Linked DNA regions of Astyanax mexicanus: region 1 is linked to region 2. A link is a contact called in public Hi-C data. All regions are on one chromosome and are shown on one strand. Each heading gives the region's core, a stretch centred on a gene start, on an enhancer-like site or on the middle of the called end of the contact. The rest is flanking DNA. Distances are from core to core; before and after follow the strand shown. Region 1 overlaps kiaa0586 (KIAA0586 ortholog). Region 2 holds the start of kiaa0586 (KIAA0586 ortholog).

The links. A called contact is a pair of places that touch in the nucleus more often than the background predicts.
Region 1: a contact with region 2 is called in a Hi-C map of muscle, with 15 times the contacts expected there. The contact joins the enhancer-like site here to the promoter of kiaa0586 in region 2. A contact is called at or near these places in 2 of 3 Hi-C or Micro-C datasets (both in muscle).

The regions. Positions count from the first base shown.
Region 1 is chr14:18,521,484-18,524,494 of AstMex3_surface, reverse strand. All of the region lies in intron 17 of kiaa0586 (KIAA0586 ortholog), which reads right to left. Among protein-coding and RNA genes, the nearest start is that of irf2bpl, 75 kb to the right of the region's middle. Within about 2 kb of position 1,509, the one cell type or tissue checked has an H3K27ac peak away from gene starts, as active enhancers do.
Region 2 is chr14:18,428,056-18,431,155 of AstMex3_surface, reverse strand. kiaa0586 (KIAA0586 ortholog) reads right to left here and starts at 1,266. Exons shown (of 30, transcript XM_022672972.2): 1 at 348-1,266; 2 at 185-240; 3 at 1-63. The coding sequence starts at 633. timm9 (translocase of inner mitochondrial membrane 9 homolog) reads left to right here and starts at 2,481. Exons shown (of 4, transcript XM_007251917.4): 1 at 2,481-2,574; 2 at 3,014-3,069. The coding sequence starts at 3,031.

The DNA.
Region 1 (3,011 bases), core at 260-2,759, 93 kb before region 2:
GAGGGATACAGGGAAAAGGAGGGAGGGAGAGAGAACAGTAGAGAGGGCAGAGGGAGAGATAGAGAGGGGGAGAGAGAGAGAGAGAGAGAGAGAGAGAGAGAGAGAAAAAAAACTTGGCAGTGCTGGCAAGTCACTGAGCCTGTTTGAAGTTTATGGCTCCATCAGAAAACAGGCCTGTCAGAACAGAGACACTGGAGACTTAGAGGAATGACATTTTAGGAGTGGGCATGTGGCCCTGGCTGCTCTTGGCGAGAGGGCTTGTTTGATGGGGTCTGGACTGAAGTGGCTGAGCTCTTTATTTGGCAGCTGGGAGAGCTAAAAGACTGAGTGGGAGAGTGAGTGCCGGCCATAATTGGAATTTTTAAAAAGCTTAATTATAGGCAATGGCGCACATAGCACTCGACATCTTTTATGGTTTTTCTCCGTTTGGACAATGTTTACATCACTCCAGCAGTAGTCCTGACCTTAACTGACACGCAAACAGCAAGAGAAGCAGAATTACACAGACAATGAGTCAACATGAACTTTTTAATAGCGACCCCATTAATGCAAACAAACAGAAAAAGCCATTAAAAAGTGCTCAGTGACTCACAGTTTCTCCACAACAATGAATTGATGATTGAGAGGCCAAATGCTTACAAATCTATACAATATGCCAGTGTGCTGCGATGCTGTGGGGGAGACCTTGCGGCGCTGTGCCAATGGGAGTTCTTGGGCAAGACTCCTAACACTACATTGGTCTAACTCTGTGATAATGAGCAATGGTCCAAGTCAAGTAAATGTCATGAATGTAAACAATAATGCAGAAAAAATAGATGCAACAATACATTGATCTTAATTTTTTTTTTCGTGTTTTGTCCATAGTATGTTGGAAAAAGCTGTTGCATCATATAAATATTTGAGTACTGTTGTATTGTGAATTTTGCAGTGAACACTGTGGTTTTAAAGCTATCGGCGTATCCGAAGCTAATCTCATCACTAATATTTCTACACAACAAATAGTGAGCTACATACACATGAACAGACACATGTCGACATGTGTGATAAGCTTAGATGCTAAAAAAACAAAACAAATTAGTTTTATTCCTTGTTTTTATGACTCAATTCCATGATTCCGATCCTTATTCTCAGCATCATGGAAATGAAAGGAGTCCTTAATACTCTCCAGCACCGAGAAAACAGGATCTGTCTGCTTTCTCTCTGCATGCAGTTTGGTGCCACAACCAAAAGGGGGCAATGTGGAATAGCTCATCATTTTGAGAATGTGAGTGAAAGCCCCCAAACTCTCTTTTATTTTCATAATCTACACTCCCCCCTCCAACCAATAGCTACAAAAGCATGTGAGAACAACACAGATATGCTCTCCACTCCTCTACTCTCCTCCACTCTCTCAGTCAAATGGACTGCTGTGCTTGCCCTTGTCCGACCGAACGCTGGAATCCGCCTAATACCCAATATGCCGAGCAGCTTGTGTCGCTTGTTAGCCGTAAATATGGCAGGCTTATGGCTTTGTGTGTATGCTTGAGTGGCCTGTGATGTGAGAGGAATTCCTGAACAGCCCAGCCAGCGGTGGGGCAGAACTGAGCGGGGGGTTGGGGGATACGGGCTGTGCACACACACTCGCCACGCCCTTTCAATACCAATCGCCTAAATCAACAGCCTCCGCAGAATGATATTTTCTAATCCGTTCGATGCTTTTGGTAATTAATGAAAGCACCGTTCTCTTTTACCCTTTGGCTCTGCAAATCTCATTATTGGGGCAGCAAATGCTTAACGGCTGGTGTTTCAAAAAAGGCGGCATCAAATACAACAATGTGTAGCTGCACTTTTGTCTAATCCTAAATTGGGTATGAATCGTTTGTCCTCAAAGCAGTTTGGGCATTACAGGCTATCTGCTTTATCCTCATGGACAAGCAAGCAGCTGACCTTGTGGTGTACCTGTGTCCACTCTCAAAAAATAAAGGAACTTAAAAGGTTTTTTGAGGATCACTTTTGTTTCCTCATTTTGCTTTAACCAGGAGGATCGATATGCGTAAACGCAAATGTTTAAATCAGTTGTACCTGAAATTTCCCCCTTGTACAAAGCCCGAACCCATGATTAAACTAAGCAGTTCATTTTCCAATTTCCAATTTCCCTTAGAAATTAATGCTGCCACCACTTGCCTAAATCACACAGAACAGTTCCTAAAAAGAGAACGTATTTGACAAGGACATTCTCCATCTGTATTCTGCATATATGAAAGGGCACCTCTCAATAATATCTGATCATAATCGTTTTTTTATTTGTGAAAATGAATTAATAATGAGTAATGGAGTAAGTTTCTGTCCAAACATATATATATATATATATATATATATATATATATATATATATATATATATATATACATGTATATATATATATATATATATATATATATATATATATATATATATATATATATATATATATATATATATATATATATATACATATATATATATATATATTTTTTTTTTTTTTTTTTTTACAAACTTAGGTTTTGTCTGCATTTGACCTCCTGAAAACATTGCTTTTTGAGAAGTCTCTGCAGAATGGAGATTTTTCTCCTGTCACTGTCTGTTTTCAGTGTTGTTATAAAAAGGCTTACCTCACAACACAAGCACTTTTCTGGATGAATTACTTTCTACATAGTGAATTATGTGAGGCATAAAAGTACTATGTTTGGGTACAGATAGAACTAGATTTCAGATTTCAACATATGAATAAATGCAAACAATGTTATATTACAAACATAGATCCAATAGACTACTGCTGTCCCGGCTAGTGAATTGGAACATGGCCGGTAAATACGCCCTTTTAACGAGAAAGAGAGCTCAAGAACGGGCAGAAACTAATGTCACACCGAGCGAGACAGAGAGACAGGGGAGAAATGTAAACAAAAGCTCGCCAGAAAAGCATTTTTTTTTTCTTTTCATTATCATTCATTATACTTCAAACAACCTCATGGGCCAGAGGTTTCATGCTTGCA
Region 2 (3,100 bases), core at 17-2,516:
TTGTTTCTGCCACTTCCTTTGGATGACTGACGGTTTCAGCATGACTTTACCTGCTCTAGGAACCTGCAATAGAGTAAGCTCTATATTAGTTTTATTAATCCCAAGCAATAACACTTAAGTAATTCTTCATCCAGCAAGTGTTTCAAATTAAGTAGTTAGATATATTAGTAATTAAATTATTTACATAATTTTTCCTTGCAGGTGGATTTGGTGAGGTATGATCTTCTTCTTCAATACATCCTACAACAGAAATAGAAGCATAGTTTACATAGTTTTTACACATGTACACACAATCAATAAGTCTTTAAAAAATTACAACAAGATTGATCAGATACATAAAGATCTACCTCTGATTGCTGATGGCATGTTCACAGGGCGGACTGGTGGGACTACTTGCTCCATTAATTCATTAGTGAAAGTTTGCTCCAAACATGAACTATGGGTTGAGTCTGACAGTCTTCGGACAAAGATATTCACATTGCAGTTGTTGGATAACTCTCCTTCACTGGCAACTTTCTTTCTGTTTAGCTCTGGAGCTACTTTAGTGGAGCGAATTAAAACATCAGCTGCATCTGCGCTTGATGTGGAGTCATTCAAGTGGATGTTATGCAGTACAGAAGAACCATAATCCATTCCTAATGAAGTTGCCAATGCTACCGTGTTGATATTTTTTCTAAAATTGGCATAGAATAACTATAATAGGAAATCCACAAGTGCGTGTTCTGGCCTCCAATTGCTTAAAATATATATAACTAACTAGCTTAGCTGGACAACCTAGTTAGCAATACAACCGGACAGCTACCGTTACCTAGGTTACCTGACCTAGCTAAGTAGCTAGTTAGCTTGCACTGAGGGTGTTAGCTATTAATTCTCATAGCTATAAAAACGAAATTAAACACACAGTGCTAGCTAATTCAAGGCGCAGTTAGCAAACTAACATTATAAACATTATAAACTGAGAGCTACACCTAAACCAGGTAGTCCAGCGCTCAGTGGTGACAGAGCGCTGTTTGAATTTGGCGCTACTGGTGGCTGCAGTCAGTCTCAACTTCGTTGTTAGGTAGTTAAGTTAGCTAGTCATGCTAAAACTGACACAAACAAACGCATTTACAGCTACACTTCTTACAGCTAGCGTAAGCGGCCTGGCCTGTGAACACTGTACTAACTACACCTGAAACTGAACTAATAATGCCTTACTGCTCTGCATCCACAACAACTGTTGCTGACAACAAAGTTGACAACAGATATGAATTCAGAAACCGCAGCGCGCGCCACTGAGTTCAATTTCAAAATAAAAGTAACCTCGCCCTGCAAGCTGCACCCCCAGCTGACAGCTAACGTTATTAGAACGGTAACTTTGTAACGTTACAGAAACAATGTTCTAGGAACGTTCTTAAAAAAGGTGTGACACAATAATGGTTTGCATCACAACGGTATTAAAACGTTTCCAGATAGACGACGTTTCCATAACACTAAAAGTAATATTCTAAAACTACAAATTAAAACACTGACATATCCACATCCAGAACATCCAAAAACAAATCACGGACTGAACCTCCCAAGAATGTTAAGTGTAACGTTCAGAAATAGTTCTTCAAACCGAAAAGTGTGTATGTTATTATTATATTATGTTATAATCTTTATAAATTGTTAATTTAAAAAGAATGATTCCTATTTTAAGAAAGCCCAGACATACAGATCATTTGTAGTTAACAATATTACATACATGAGCGCATTTTTTTAAAACTTAGCATTTAGAAATGATTTAGCCTTATACTATAAATCTTTAAAAGTTATGGGTGGTAAAAATGCCCTTAAATTTACCCCTTGCTTGTCCCTTTATTTTGATTTTATTTAATTTTATTTTTTTATATTCGTGTTTATTATTATTATTATTATTATTATTATTATTATTATTATTATTATTATTATTATTATTATTATTATTATTATTATTATTATATGTGTGTGTGTATTTATATGTGATTATATCCCTAAGTAAACAATATTGAATATTGTATTCTTTAAAGTTTCAGGTTAATACAAGAAACAACGATAGAAGACAGCATTAAAAATATACAAACTGAAGAAAAGGAAAAAAGAAAGAAAATCAAAATAAATAAAATTATATATTAACCAGAGGCAAGTGAGAGTTCATCACAAATTCTTACAGTTCTTTTACATTTTAGTGCAAAAAATAAAACGTTATAATTCGCCTCCTTTTGTACGTCACTAACGTACAGCGACCTATAGATGATCTATAGTGTGATTTCAAAAGCCATTTTCGTGTAAATATATGACTTAGAGAATATATTATTATTTCAGAACTCAGTGAGACAGTTTATACACTAATCATTTTTGTTACATGTTTCTTTCAATTATTTTAAATATATCAAAATATTTAAAAGCAATTTTACATTTTAATATTTATCAATCATCGTGAAGAAATGAATGAATTTGCCTTGTTGCAGCGAAAGTGCCGCAGTGAAGCGCCGGTTGTTCTTTCTCTTGTCCACAGCGTCACATGTCCTTCAGAGAGGGTCCGCAGGCTCGAGCTTCCAGGTGCAGACTGAGGTAATGTAGCGACGGGTTTTCGCTCTGTACCGTTTACACTATTAAATTACAAACATTATGATACAGAGCAGCGTAATTTATTTGTATAGTGTCTGTGGGCTTCCGCTGCTGCTGCTGCTGCTGCTAACCAGCTAAAGAAATAAGGTATAGAGCAGAAGGCTAACGCTCACTGCATGGTGGCTAGAATAAGCAGCAGGGCCAGTATGGGGAATTAATTGTTATAGACTTTATACTATGTAGTATTATTAGTTTATTTTTATTAGGCCGTTTAAAATACTTCTTGTTTTTATTGGCGAGATAAAAATGCTGCTTATAAAGTGTAACTTGTGCTATGAATTCATATTAATAAATATAGTTTAAATGAAGAGTGCTTGTGTTGTTAGATGTCATTGTGGAATTTCGGTTAAATCATTTTCTGTTAATTCTGTTTATTCTCCAGAGTCCACTCTTTAAACTATGGCTGCCCAAGTTACAGAATCAGACCAGATCAAACAGGTACTGTACACCCTACCTTTTACAGACATAA